2 separate regions of the Ovis aries genome follow, and region 2 is linked to region 1. Evidence: chromatin contacts called from public Hi-C data. All regions are on one chromosome and are shown on one strand. Each heading gives the region's core, a stretch centred on a gene start, on an enhancer-like site or on the middle of the called end of the contact. The rest is flanking DNA. Distances are from core to core; before and after follow the strand shown.

The links. A called contact is a pair of places that touch in the nucleus more often than the background predicts.
Region 2: a contact with region 1 is called in a Hi-C map of liver, with 2.0 times the contacts expected there. The contact joins the enhancer-like site here to the promoter of NUP50 in region 1. A contact is called at or near these places in 3 of 16 Hi-C or Micro-C datasets (blood, hypothalamus and liver).

Annotation. Positions count from the first base shown.
Region 1 is chr3:221,478,727-221,486,378 of ARS-UI_Ramb_v3.0, reverse strand. It overlaps NUP50 (nucleoporin 50), which reads right to left and starts at 3,356. Exons shown (of 9, transcript XM_042247872.1): 1 at 3,043-3,356; 2 at 2,343-2,472. The coding sequence starts at 2,389.
Region 2 is chr3:221,610,423-221,618,074 of ARS-UI_Ramb_v3.0, reverse strand. FAM118A (family with sequence similarity 118 member A) reads right to left here. Exons shown (of 10, transcript XR_006059502.2): 2 at 1,711-1,823; 3 at 703-958. Among named protein-coding and RNA genes, the nearest start is that of FAM118A, 7.3 kb to the right of the region's middle. Within about 2 kb of position 5,019, at least 33 of the 54 cell types and tissues checked have an H3K27ac peak or open chromatin away from gene starts, as enhancers often do. A contact at or near this core is called in hypothalamus and liver, where this site is marked.

The DNA.
Region 1 (7,652 bases), core at 2,107-4,606:
GTAAAGTTTGACCTTAGTCAAGAATGTGAATGAGTTATTATTTTCACTACAAGAGTACAGATGGTCCCTGACTTCAAGGGTTCATCTTGCAAGTTTTCAAGTTTATGATAGTGGAAAAGCAACACTCGTTAGGTAGAAACCTTCCTTTAGATTTTGACTTTTTCTCAGGCCAGCAACATAAGGTATGATATTTTCCTGTGATCCTGGGCAGTGGCAACAAGCCACAGCTCCCAGCCAGCTAGCCAAGCCACCACACCACGGATATACTTACAACCATTCTGTACCCATATAACTATTCTGATTTTCATTTTCAGTATAGTATTCAAAAAATTATGAGATACTCAACATTACTATAAAACAGTCTTTGTGTCAGTTGATTCTGCCCAACAGTAGGCTAATGTCTGAGCACTTTTAAGGTAGGCTGGGCTATGATCTTCAGTAGGTTTGATCGACTTACAGTACTTTCAACTTACCATGGGTTTATTGTGACATAATCCCAACATATGTTGAGGACAGTTCAAAATATGATTAACATGACTGTGTTAACATTCTTAGAATTCTTAATTCTTCACTAACAAGCCACCAGCAGCAGAAACCAACATAACATTGTAAAGCAATTGGCATCCAATTAAAAAATAAATTTAAAACAAACAAAAAAATCCCCAAAAAAGAATAAGAAGCCATCAGCTCAACTTCTATTCAAGGCTTGTTGTTGTTTAGTCGCTAAGCTGTGTCCGACTCCATGTATTCACACCTTAAAATTTCCAGTTTATTTTCTGATCCTAAGATGTGTATCTGTTGCTATTAAAATCTGAAACAATCAATGGAGAGCTCCACTGTGAGTGTTGTGCTTGGCTCTTCCCTAACATCAATTAAATGGGCCAAAAAACTCCTTACCTTGCCCAGAGATTTACTGATTAGCCTGGAACACTAGCCAGGGTTCTTGAAAACCAGCCTAGCTTCCTTCCTAGTCCTTCCCCACTCTTATTTGCCCTCAAGACCACAACCCACCAGAGAAGTTCCTAGAAGCTCCTGGTCATTAAGATACAAACTGACACATCACCCATGGGGCACAGTATGATCTGTAACATAAAATTCAAATGCAAGCATTCCAAAGTCCTCCAAAATCCTATCCCCTGGTAGGATAATCACATAGCAATTTTCAGCTTTTAATAATCTCCTAATAATCTCTGAATTTTTCTTTTACCAAGTGCTTTTTTTCTGATTACAGAATAAATGGCTTTAAAGTCCCAGATTCTAAAACGTGAGAATTAACATAATTTTGTCATTACTTGCAAATCTTTTTTAATGCCTCCATTCCAAACACTCGGTCAAGTTTTGCTATTAATCTTGTCATCCAGAAAACAAACAAGGTACCCTTCCGCATAAATTCTTAGTAAACTTTAACTGTTCAGAGGCCAGGCCTCTGTGTGGGTTCTTTCGGGCCATTTTCCCATTCAGTAACTAACACCTCCACCAGAGGGCAGAAGAGGGGAGAAACTTAAATAGTCTATTTTTGCTATTAACTTGATAACCTAACTAGTTATTAACAGGCAAAAAGGAGTGGAGCTGAAAGTGCAAAAACTTTTAAGTGTTAAAACTATTAACACCTAACCCATAGCCACAACTGAAGACAACCGGCATAGTCAAAGAACCTAAATTAACACAGCCAATTCATTTCCTATTCCATATTTATCCAATCTCCATTTTTATCAAATCAAAGAATAACCAGAGGGCAGGTATCTTTGTTTCACTCACTCAGGTACCTCAAAACCCGCCCCCCTCCACAATAGACGATCTAGAATCAGAGATCTGGGACACTGCAAAATTGAGAAAACTACAAAATGTTAGCATCCAGTTTTGCCATGGTGTTGTTGAAGACCTTGGGCAAATTATTTCATTTTTGTGCCTCCATTTCTTTACTTCACAACAGGGAGGTGCTGTGAAATTTATAAACAAAAAGCTTAGCTTAGAGGAGTGGCTGGAACCGAGGTAGGACTCAATATATCTTTTCAAAGAGAAAAGCTCTGTCAGAAACAAAGGCTCTAAAATACCTTCCCTCCCTAACTTGAAGGTTGCAGTGTGGAAAAACAAAATTAACTTGAATTATGAACCGGGCTCTAAACAAGACTTTACCAAATCCATGTTTTATTTCAAAGCATGGTACTTCAGACAATCACATTTCTTTGAAAAAGGGGAAAAGTGCCGGTAACGTACTTAGAACAAAGCCTGGCACCTCCAGTCTTTCAGTGTTAAGATCTAAGAACGTAAAAAAAAAAAAATGTGGGCTTGTGGTTTAGGAGGCACCAAATCATGACATGATTACTGGGTATGAGGCATACCTCGGGACAGGAAAATCGAAAACTTTCGGTAACTGGGGAAACTTCATGCGTGCCTGCTCAGGGAATTCTGTGATCTCTGCCACCGCGGGCTGCCCCACCTTGGGGTGACTTCGGTCCACGTCGGTCTACTCTAAGACGGGAACAGATTGGAACATACTTGACACCGTGATCCCCGGAGGAAAAATGGAACCTGGGGCCGGCCCCCGGAGACTGAAACGCTCGGGGAAAACGGAATCCTCGAACATTGCTTCTTAATCGAACGGAGTCAAGTGATCAGGGGCCTGTGGCTGCAGTACAGGAGGAGGGTGGTGGAAGGAGCGCAGCGAGACGAGCACCGGAAAGAAGCGCGAGGGAACACACCGAGCCAGGACGGCCCCTCGCCTCTCCGGCTCCCGCCTCCGCCGGGGCCGCAGGGGCCCCGCGCCCGGGCCCGGCCGTCCCCAAGTCGGACACCGCAGCCCCGACAGGCCGGCCCCGAGCCCGGCCTCACAAACACCCCGCCGGGGTGCGTCGCGGCCGACACCGCGCCCCACCCTCCTCCGCTCCCTCGAGCGCCGCGTCCCCAGCCGGCGCCCCGCACCGCGCTCCACCCTCCTCGGGCTCCTCGTTTCAGGCCCGGGTCCGGCACCCGGAGCCCGGCTTCCTTCTCTTAGACCCGGCGCCCGCCCCTTCCGTGCCGCCCAGTCGGCCCGCCCCTCACCTCTCCGGTGGCTGCGGCGGCCCTCGCTGGGTTGCGGGCGCGGCGAAGCCGGGGTGCGCAGCGGCGAGCAGGTGCGAGGTGGCGGCCGCGGCACTCGGGTCTGAAGCGGCGCGCGGTCGTTTCTGGTGTGCTGAGAGCCTCGAAGGATTCGGTGATCGGCAACCCCTGAGTCTCAAACAGCATGTCCTTCGGGGTTGGGGGGCTCTCGTTTCTCTGCGTTGAGCAGTGAGGGGAGGTAAGCCGTCCGTTCAGCAGGAGACGGCTGAGAGAACAGGGCCCCACACACCTCAGGCCGCCATTTTGTAACTCGAATCGAGCCCTCCCGATCAATTCGAAAAAAAAAAGGGAGGAAAGAAACGCCCGCGTCCAGCTACTGCGCAAGCGCGCCGGAGCCTCGGTTGGCAGCACTACCCACGGCAGCGGCCGGGCCTCTCGCAGCGCATGCGCCCAACTGCTTTGGAAAAAAACCGTCGCCGAAGGCGCGTTCCCCGTCTTTCGCATGCGCGCGCGCAAGCGCACAACCCACGCTCTGGCTCCGGCAGGAAGTCCGCCCCGGGGGGCGGGGCTTGTGCGCGTCGGCCGCGTGTGGGCGCCGTCCGCGTTGGAGGCGGTCGCGCGCGGTTGGCTGCTGGTTGTGGGCGCGGCCGGGGTTCCGGAGGCGCGTGGGAGAGCGGAGGCTGTAGGGGCGCGTGGCGGGCGCTCGTGGTGTGCGGGTGGGATGCTGGAGCTCGGAGAAGGGAGCGGTCGTGTCCCCCGGAGGCTTGAGTGAACTCGGGTAGCGTCACTTCGGGAGCTCGGTGCCTCAGCCGTGGACGAGAGCTGCCCCACGTGCCTGCGTCGCGCCGGCCGCGGATGCTCGGAAGGTCTGGGACTCGCGGAGCCCGGGAGGGAAGGTCGCGGGCGTGGACGAGAGAAGCGGACGTCCTCTGTTCCGCGGCCAGCTTGTATTTCCTTTCCGCGGTGGGTGCCATAGAGGCGAAGGGACTTGCCGTTTTGCACCGCTAGTCGGTATCAACGAAGATGACGTCTGCAAACGCGTTTTTTTAAACTGTGGGACAGATACGACTGTCCAGGGTCAAGAGGTGTATTCGTATGCTTTTGCCTGAGTAGTGCGGTACCATGTACAGTAATGAAGTGAAAGTCGCTCAGTCGTATCCAACTCTTTGCGACCCCATGGACGATAGAGTCCAGAAATCGAAATGGGTCTCCTGCGTTGCAGGCGGATACTTTACCAACAGACCCCAGAGACGACAGCGCACCAAGCTCCTCTGTCCCTGGGATTCTCCAAGCGAGAATAGTGGAGTGGGTTGCCATTACCTTCTCCAAACAGAGCTGTGAGAGAATGAATAAATTTGTACAAAGCAATTTAAACGCTCCTTGCCTTACAGTTAATAGGTCGCTATGGGAATTAGATCCGTTACTAGTCAGCAAAAATTGCTTCAGAAAAGGAACGTTCTTATGAACCATGGTTCTTAACCTTATTTTTTCCTCCAGGCAGGGTTTATGATTTACTTGTGTGAAATACCGGCTTCCTTGGTAGCTCAGCTGGCAAAGAATCTGCCTGCAATGAGGGAGACCCCAGTTGGATTCTGGAGTTGGGAAGATCCCCTAGAGAAGGGATAGGCTACTCACTCCACTATTCTTGGCCTTTCCTGGTGACTCAGCTTTTAAAGAATCTGCCTGCAGTGCTGGAGACCAGGCTTCCATCCCTGGGTTGGGAACATCCTCTGGAGAAGGGAAAGGCTACCCACTCCAGTATTCTGGCCTGGAGAATTCTAGGGGAATCGCAGAGAGTTGGACACGAAATGTGTGAAATGAAAACATCTCCTGCGTTATTAATAAACAAGAAGTATAAGAAACAAAGTGAATGAGGAAACAGGATTGGTTCCAGATGGCTGAGGTGCTTATGAAGGGAGTGAATTCAGTGATACCTGGTCTTTGATGTTCAGACTTGCCTGCTCCTTTTGTTGCAAACTTGTGTATAGCCTGACTTTCCCTCCTGCCTCTTGGGAGCAGTTGTCTGAGAGCTATTGAGATGCTGTCTCCTGGGCTGGGAGTCCGAAACATCCCACCAAATAAAATAACTGTCTGCTTTCAGGGTGTGGCTATATGTTTTAGTCCACACTTGAAAGCGCAAAGAAAGTTAGCATGCGTTCACGCAGAATCAAGAGGTGGGAACGTTCTTGGCGGCCACTGAGGAAGTCTTGAAGAATAGAGCCGTGAAGAAAGCAAAGCTGTAGAAATGTTGGGTTTGAATTGAAGTGTTTTCTTACAGTTTCTGGTACTAAACACTAATATGATTTCTGAGTTGTAGAGTATTTCCACCTCTGGGAGCAATCAGATCAATAAATGCTTTTAAAAAAATTGTCCTTTTATGTAATCTATCAAGAATGCTTTTTAAATGTATGCATAGTTCCCTGTGCTATACAGTAAGTCCTTAGTTGGTTATTTTGTGTATAGCAGTGCTGTGTATATGTTAATCACAAACTCCTAATTTATGCCCCACCCCCACATCTCCCCTTCCTAACCCTGGTTTGTTTCCTATGTCTGTGAGTCTATTTCTGTTTTGTAAGAAGTTAATTTGTATCACTTTTTTAGATTCCGTATATAAGCAATATCATATTTGTCTTTAGCTGGCTTACCTCAGTAGGATAATTTCTAGGTCCATCCATGTTGCTGCACATGGCATCCGTTCCTTTTTATGGCTGAGTAATACTCCATGGTGTGTGTGTGTGTGTGTGTGTGTGTGTGTGTGTGTACACCACATCTTGATCTATGTCGTCCCTAGTGGCTCAGCAGTAAAGAATTCACCTGCAATGCTGGAGATGTGGACTCTGTCCCTGGGTTGGAAAGATCCCTTGGAGAAGGAAATGGCAACCCACTCCAGTATACTTGTCTGGAAAAATCCGAGGAACCGAGGAGCCTGGCAGGCTACAGTCCATAAGGTTGCAAAGAGTTGCACATTGAGCACGCAAGAACATCATCATGTAGGGAACCAATCTGCATATAATTTCAGGATGTTTATGAACCATTCCTGAAAGCCTATTCATGGACTGGTGTGTAAAGACTGCTTATCTAGATACAAGGATTACACGTTCAGTTCAGTTGCTCAGTCGTGTCTGACTCTGTGACCCCATGGACTGCAGCACACCAGGCTTCCCCGTCCATCACCAGCTACCAGACTTCACTCAAACTCGTCCATTGAGTTGATGATGCCATCCAACCATCTTATCCTCTGTCATCCCCTTCTCCTCCTGCCTTCAGTCTTTCCCAGCATCAGGATCTTTTCCAATGAGTCAGTTCTTCACATCAGGTGGCCAAAGTATGGAGTTTCAGCTTCAGCATCAGTCCTTCCAATGATGGACTGGTTGGATCTCCTTGCTGTCCAAGGGACTCTCAAGAGTCTTCAACACCACAGTTCAAAAACATCAATTCCTTGGTGCTCAGCTTTCTTTATAGTCCAAGTCTCACATCCATACATGACTACTGGAAAAACCATAGCCTGGACTAGACGGACCTTTGTTGGCAAAGAAATATCTCTGCTTTTTAATATGCTGTCTAGGTTGGTCAACTTTTCTTGCAAGGAGCAAGCGTCTTACTTTCATGGCTGCAGTCACCACCTGCAGTGATTTTGGAGCTCCAAACAACAAAGTCTCACTGTTTCCACTGTTTCCTCATCTATTTGCCATGAAGTGATGACCACATGTCATGATCTTAGTTTTCTGAATGTTGAGTTTTAAGCCAACTTTTTCACTCTCTATCACCAAGGAGCTCTTTGGTTCTTTACTTTCTTCCATAAAGGTGGTGTCATCTGCATATCTGAGGTTATTGATATTTCTCCCGGCAATCTCAATTCCAGCTTGTGCTTCATCCAGTCCAGCATTTCTCATATGTACTCTGCGTATATGTTAAATAAGCAGGGTAACAATATACAGCCTTGATGTACTCCTTTCCCTATTTGGAACCAGTCTGTTGTTCCATGTCCAGTTCTAACTGTTGCTTCCTTACCTGCATACAGATTTCTCAAGAGGGAGGTCAGGTGATTTGGTATTCCCATCTCTTTCAGAATTTTCCACAGTTTATTGTGATCCACACAGTCAAAGGCTTTGGCATAGTCAATAAAGCAGAAATAGATGTTTTTATGGAACTCGCTTTTTCAATGATCCAGCGGATGTTGGCAATTTGATCTCTGGTTCCTCTGCCTTTTCTAAATCCAGCTTGAACATCTGGAAGTTCATGGTTCACATACTGCTGAAGCCTGGCTTGGAGAATTTTGAGCATTACTTTGCTAGCGTGTGAGATGTGTGCAATTGTGTGATAGTTTGAGAATTCTTTGGCATTAACCTTTCTTTGGGATTGGAATGAAAACTGACCTTTTCCAGTCCTGTGGCCACTGCTGAGTTTTCCAAATTTGCTGGCATATTGAGTGCAGCATTTACACAGCATCATCTTTTAGGATTTGAAATAGCTCAACTGGAGTTTCATCACCTCTATTAGCTTTGTTCGTAGTGATGCTTCCTAAATCTCGCCTGACTTTGCATTCCAGAATGTCTGTCTCTAGGTGAGTGAGCACACCATCGTGATTATCTGGGTCATGAAGATCTTTTTTG
Region 2 (7,652 bases), core at 3,770-6,269, 130 kb before region 1:
GCCATAAAATTAAAAGACGCTTACTCCTTGGAAGAAAAGTTATGACCAACCTAGACAGCATGTTGAAAAGCAGAGACATTACTTTGCCAACATAGGTCCATCTAGTCAAGGCTATGGTTTTTCCTGTGGTCATGTATGGATGTGAGAGTTGGACTGTGAAGAAGGCTGAGCGCCAAAGAATTGATGCTTTTGAAGTGTGGTGTTGGAGAAGACTCTTGAGAGTGCCTTGGACTGCAAGGAGGTCCAACCAGCCCATTCTGAAGGAGATCAGCCCTGGGTGTTCTTTGTAAGGACTGATGCTAAAGCTGAAGCTCCAGTACTTTGGCCACCTCATGTGAAGAGTGGACTCATTGGAAAAGACTCTGATGCTGGGAGGGATTGAAGGCAGGAGGAGAAGGGGACGACCGAGGATGAGATGGCTGGATGGCATCACTGACTCGGTGGATGTGAGTCTGAGTGAACTCCAGGAGTTGGTGATGGACAGGGAGGCCTGGTGTGCTGCGATTCATGGGGTCACAAAGAGTCGGACATGACTCTCTGAGCGACTGAACTGAACTGAACTGATTCTGATGAACTGAAGGACTTCTGGCTCGTGAGCCCAACTCATAGAGACATTTAAGCCCTGGATTCCTGGTTCACCAGCCTGACCCCGAGCCAAGCTGCCCCAGGGGGTCCGGAAGCACTGACCTGGAAAGCACTTACCGGGGACATCTTCCGGATGAGGTCATGGGCGACCACCAGCAGGTCCCCGTCCTTGGTCACCTTTCTGCGGAACTCGGCCACGTCCCCAGGGTGCAGCACCTCCAGCTGCTCAGCGGCCTCGATGACGGCCTCGATGCAGCTCCTCCAGGAGCACAGGGCGGGGATCCCTGGGGCCACCGCCGCGCTGACGCCTGTCCCAATGACCAGGAGCAGCTCCTGGGGCTGTTTCCGGATGAGGCTTTTTAAAAACTTTCTGCTTAAAAAGAAGAGAGGGGAAGAATGAAAGCCAGCATGGAAGCACAGCCACCGCGAGGGCGACGCTGCAGCCCACGAGCATCCGTGCGGCGGCGGGTCCAACACAGCCCGTGCTGGACACACGCCTCGCGCCCCCACACTGACCACACGGGCCTGCACGCTGCTCTTCATATCCATTTCCCTTTCTGCGCATCCATCTCACTGGCTCAGTCCGCATTCCGTAAGGAACGTGGGGACAGTACTGTCTTGTCCATCTCGAGTCCTCCACGGTGTTGATAAGACTGACGTGTGTATGTAAACAAAGAAGCTCAGCAATTTAAATTTCTTTAAAACTGCTAAGAGCTTGTAAATACAAACTATGACGATAAATGATCCCTGATTATAGGGACAGGAAAGAAAATCCCTGGCAAAATGCAGGTCCTCCACGACCCACTCCCCAGCAAGCACTTCCTCCTGTGTTACTTCATGGAGGCACCACCTGCCCATTTATCGTCAGAGATTTCTTTCCTGCAAAGCACGACACCTCCAGCCTTAGAGGTGACACTCTGATCCCCTGCGGCTTGGTGTGGAGGCCAGGTGACAGTGGCTTCCTTGGGCAGAGAGAGAACTGTCTCCTGGGATGTTTCTTACACTGAGGCAAAGGCCCCTGAGACCATCTCCTGACCCAGTATTACTGGGCCCCGCAGGTACCAACACATGAGACTTGCGGCGGAGGCTGTACACCCGTGTGAAGGTGCAGTCGGCGTCATTCACCTTGATTTCTGTTCACTTCTATTTGTTGTCTTTTCCACTGAATCCATCTGTGAGTCCTAAAGGGATTCAGAGGCAACTTCTACTTCCCAGATGAAAGTCCTTTCATCAGTACTCTGGAAGAGAGATGAGGCTGGAATTAAAATCAAGGGCCCCAGAGCTCTCTCTAAATCAGAATTACTGAAAACTGTCACATACAAACACACAATCCAAAACGGCCCCTAAGCCCCCACTCCTAACTGTGTGACTTATCAGGCCAGGCGCCCTGAAGCCCGACTCTGGAGGGAGAAGACAGGACAGGGAGTGCGGGGGAGGGGGCGGCGCGACGGCCCAGGGCCGGGCTTTGCGCTGTCCCTGCACCACTCTGCTCCAGGACCACTTCTGGGGACACGCCTGGCCACACTGAAACCCAGTCCAAAGGAACAGTCCGAGTCCAAGGTCAACTCTTAACTTACATAAAACAGGACTCTCCAACCAGCTAGGTCTCTATTGCCAAACAATCTCCGTATTCTAACACCTTTCCAGAATCATACTGCCTCCACCAATTCTATACCTAATATTTACTGTAAATAAGGAAATATACAGAAAAATAAAGATTAAAACACCCATAATCCTACTACCTACATGCAAGCATTTGTATAGTTCCCTCCAGATTTTTCACTTTAAAATGTTTACATCGTTCGAGACCATAGGTCATATCTTACTTTTTCATGCATTTTAAGAAAAGCATTTCCTTATGTTACTCAAAACTATACATAAAGAGAAAAAACTAAAGGGGAAAAAAAGAAGAAAAAAAAAAACTGTTCTTAAATACAAGTGTTACAGCAACATGCGCCAACCTCTATCCGACTTCAAGGCCATCAGGCTCTTTACCCACCCTGCCCCTCCCCGCCAAGGCAGGACATCGCTGGAGCTCTACGACAACCACCTCTGCACACAAAGCTTTTATCTACTTTGAAATGATTTATTTAGGACAGATTTCTGACAAGCAGAATTGCTGAGTTGCAGCGTATGAACCCTGTAAAATATCTCAGCACATGCTGCCAAAATGCTCTCCAGAAAAGTGGTCAACAGAATGCCTAAGTGCCTGCTGGGCACAGCCCAACTAGCACTACCTGAAAACCACCCTTCCACATGCGTGATCTTTTTTCCTCCCCCCTCATTCAGAACTGGGCCACTAAAAATGATTTTCAAGGAAACAAGGCTTAATCAATCTAGGAGCATCGTTAGACTTTAAAGAGGATCCTAAGAATATCCCCTGAAATGGACCCAGACCTGTGCAGGGCCCTGTGGGCATCCCCCACCCCGGGTAGAGGGCCCAGTGGGCCAGGCCTCCCCAGGCGCCAGGGGCCTTCCCCAGATGCTGGGGCGGGCCTGCGGGCGAGCTCAGTGCTGCCCCCTGGCGCCCACCCCCGTGCCCGGGCGCTGCTGGGCCCTAACTCCTCCCGAGTCGTCAAAGGTCAGCTTGGTCCGTTTTTGTTTTCGCTGCTGGATATTTTCTGAGGAAAGGGGAAATACTGAGGTTTCCCACTGCGCCTGATAATCCTAAGTATAAGCGACCTTGGGCCCCAGCCTGGCGATTTCAGTGACTGGCCTAGCTCTTCACCAGCCCTCAGTGTTAACAGCTACACAACAGGAAGCCTTGCTAACAGAGCAAGTTCTGCAAGCTCGGGAACCTCTCAGAGAAAAAGTGCTCAGGACTCAAACCCGAGTCAGAGAGCTCGGGCACCACAAAGGCTTTCCAACTTCCCCCCTCAGGAGGGAGCTCAGGGTCCTTCCCGCTCCATCCTACGAGAGGAGTCAATCCGAGATGCTCACTGGCACCTGGGATGGAGTCTTTTATCTCACCCTGCTCTACATGACAGTTTAGAATATTGTCTGAACAGTCACTGGGGGCCCAGTGACTGCAGAAGTCACATGCCCTAAACTGTCACCACTGTGGAGAACTCTAGAAACCTATCTCCTGTTCTTTCGATTACTGTTCAGCTGCTCTTGGTGCTCCTTTATATGCAAACTGAAACCCTAAATGCTACAGGTGCACTTCTGCAGAAGAGTGCGAACCAATCACACTTTTGTGGGCTGGACTTAACTCCAAAATGAAGTGATTTCCAAGTTTCCCTAGAGAACAAACCATCGCTGCGGGCACTGAGTGCTTCGGTAACAGGCGAGGGCGGGTGCTCCTGGGCGGCCGGCTGCTGGCTTAGGCGCTCAGACCTCGCCCTCCTCCTGGAGGAGGAGGTGATGCAGGCCTGGAGCCAGCTCCCCAGCACGTCCAGGCAGATGAGCCTCCAGACTCAAACGCTGCCAGCTACCTTTAAGGATCACACCCGCCAACACAGGAAGTACCCGATCACATTAAGTCTCAACACAGTAACTCTGCAGTGATGAACTGCATAGCTGCCCATATTTAGACATTCACAGTTCATTGTAACACTACATGTTTAAAGACATTACCTCATTTCCTGTTCTTTCAGCAGCATGATTACCAGAGCCAAACCCCACAGTGACTTTAGAAAGTACCCCAATCTCGCCTTGTTTTTAAACCCAGGGCCAAGCAGGAGATCTCTGCAGCACTGAATACCCGGATCCTAGAAGTCTCCACAGGACGGCGAGCCTCTGGCACTCCTCCCCCAACCCCAGCATCATTCTCTAAGCCCATCAGCTCCCAGACTACGACGGTAACAAAAGCCTCCAAAGCCTCCAGAGACCTTTCAGGAGCCGCATCTTTCGGTTTCCCTGGTGATCATGTCGTCACCACAGTTTGCAGGCCCAATGCCCAGTCATCATAGCAACCCATTCCTTCTTTCAAGGACCTAACAGCGTTTTCTGAGAGCCAAATCCAGCCCCAACACAGATCTGTATAAGCAGTTCCTGTCCTTTTTATCCAAAGTCATGAATAGAAGTTTGAATAGGATATTTTCTGCTTAAATTTGACATTATGAGCATTTTATGAATGAACTGCAGAGTAGTCAGAGACCACCTTACTCGCTGAATGTCTATGCTCCACCCTAAATAAACGTTCATCGGAATCTAACACAGAACACAGCAAACCACACACACCAAACTAGCTCCTCGGAGCCAGCAAAGCAGCCCGGCTTCCCAGCCCCCTAACTCCACGTGCCGAGTGAAGCCCTCCCCTCCCTGTGCCCCTGGCCCCCTGGCCCTGGGACAGTCAGCCCCTCGCACTGACGCCGGGATGGTCATATGACTTCTTTGGCCAACGGGATGTCGGCAAACAAGCAAGCAGGTATGTGATAAACACACTGACACTGGAGCCTGCTCTCCTGGAGTGGAACTCAGCCTCGTTCAACCGGGTCTAGCCTCCAGGACAGCTACCAATAGAGAGCAACACCAGCTGGGCCAGCCAGAGTCCAGCTGAGCCTGGCCCAGGTGCTGACCCCTGAGACACTCCATACATCACCAGAAAGAGGAGAGGGACGGGCAGAAGACGAGAGTATCACGATAAAGAGAGAAATGAAGAAAAAGCATGAATCAGTGAGTGAACGAGTCACAGTTTTGAGGGTGAGGGAGAAAATGCTTGTCAAGGACAGTATTTTATTACAAGTTGTTGTTGTAGTCGCTCAGTCGTGTCCGACTCTGCGACCCCATGGACTGCAGCCCACCAGGCTCCTCTATCCATGGGATTCTCCGGGCTAGAATAGTGGGGTGGGCTGCCATTCCATTCTCCAGGGGATCTTCCCGACCCAGGGACAGAACTGTGTCTCCTGCACTGGCACGCAGATTGTTTACCACTGAGCCCCCAGGGAAGCCCTTTATTACAAGCAGCATAATAAAAAACTTAAAATCACTTTCTATGACAAATTACACCTTCGCTCAAGTACAAACCATGAAACAGAAGTTTCAAATCTGTGGGATCATGAAAAATATCCTTAGCAAAAGTCAATTTTTTTCTATAAATGAATTATCACATGGCTCTTGAGCAGTATAAAGGAGCAGAGAGATAAGTGGGCATGTGGTAAACGTGCTCAGAATACATTCCTCTTACACAGGAAGGGACGGAACATCACAAATATTCATGAAAATCTCTACATGTTGGCTTTGAATTCATGTTCCCAATCCAAAGGGTGATGGAATAAGATGCCCCCAGAATTTGTGGGAAAAAGTCACGCCCCTTTGACTACTAACAACTTGACTCTGATGAAGGCCTGAAGAGGCAACACAGCAAGCTCTTACCCTCAACATCCCAGGGGACAGCAGGCCTGGAAGTGACACCTGAGTGTTATCCCTGTGTGGTTCCTAAAGACTGGAATGTCCTTACAGGAGGCCAAACCCGGTGACTACACCCAGGTGGGTCCGCAGGCCTCCGGCCACAAAGCAAGCCCTTCCCGTCAGCTGCTGGCAGAGCACCTGCCTCACCTGGCCGTTAGCATCCTCAGGCCCTTCAGTCTAACCTGACTCCCACAGACTGCCTTTTTTGCAGCAATCTGGTTCCCCCAGCTGACCTGGGAGGGGGCCACAGAAGCAGAAATCACTGGGCAACAGGAGGAAGTTTTCAAGCACTAATGAATTATCTGGAATCTGCCTGACAGAGGTTATTTGTGACGAGTTTGGCTGGCCTAATTAGGTTCACCTGAGCTGAAAACGAGCTGCAAAAGGACAAAAACCAAGCTTCCAGAACTGCAAAGGAGAGGCCTGCCCTGAAACCACAATGCCCAGGGCCACGGTGGAGAAAACAGGATCCGGAGACCAGAAGCACCACCACTCTCTGAACCTCAGTTTCCAAATCTGTCAAAAGGGAATGCCGTCATCCCCATCACTGACTGGATGCTCCTGAAGATTTTAAGCGAGCCAAGGACCTGAAAGGCACGTGACCTGAAGACGTTTATCTACTACCGTCACCATGCGGGCAGCCAGCTCTCTCCCTCAGCATCCGCAGGCTTTCACTTTAGCACTGCTTCTCCATAACGACATACTCATCTAATCTGGACTCTGGTGAAACCCGACCACTGGACCTAGCCATTACTAGTCAGAGGTCTCCAGGATGAGCTGTTCCGCGCCCCCCCCCCCCCCCGCCCGTTTCAGGAAATACAAAACCTCAATTTGAAAACATGCTACTTAACCAAACGCTTTTTATTCAGTCAACATAAACTGTAGAAAAAAATTCTTATTCTGTAGTGATCGAAACGTGTTCGTTTGCTTCTTGAAAGCAACTCCAGAGTAGCCTGGGCTCATCTGCTCAAACCGAGAAAACAACAAAAGCCACCACTAACGAAAAACGTACAGGTCACCGTTTAGTTCAAACAGCAGCGCGAATTACTGACACCTTCTACGGCCGATAGATCCAAGGGCAAACACTAAGCACTTACAAGCGCGATCTCATTCAGAGCTCCCCACGGCCCTGTGACGTGGCTCGCATTACCTCTCACCTGGCCAAGGCTGACGTAAAACCCTTTCAAGAGACCAATCACCGTGATACATTACTCGTCCCAGTTTTCTCCAAACATCAGTGCGGCTCAGATGGCAAACAAATACACCTGACCTTTTACTAGGAACACTGCCAACAGCTGAAGCGTTCGTAACAGTCTGTCCATCGGATGTGACATGCTGTACAACTCAAAGAGACATGTTACTCAATAATAAGCCAATAATGGTAAAAATGTACCAGTACAGAGGCTAAAGGCATGCTGAACCACCAGCATTTATCCATCCCAAGAGGAATAAAAGATCTTCTATTAATAGAAAGTAAACCTCCAGTGAAATCTAAAATTATAGAACTGCAGAGCTGGAGGAGTCTTAAAGGTTCTGGAATGTCAAATACCCTACTTTACAAATGTGAAAATTGAGACTGAGAGACAGTGTCTTGGTAAAAGTTCCCCAGGAAGTCAGGGGACAAGCTATATTCACTCCTGCCCCAAGCCCCATAATCCTGCCACTATCCCAGGCACCACCTGGTCACTGTGACCCCCAAAGTTCACATAAGGCAC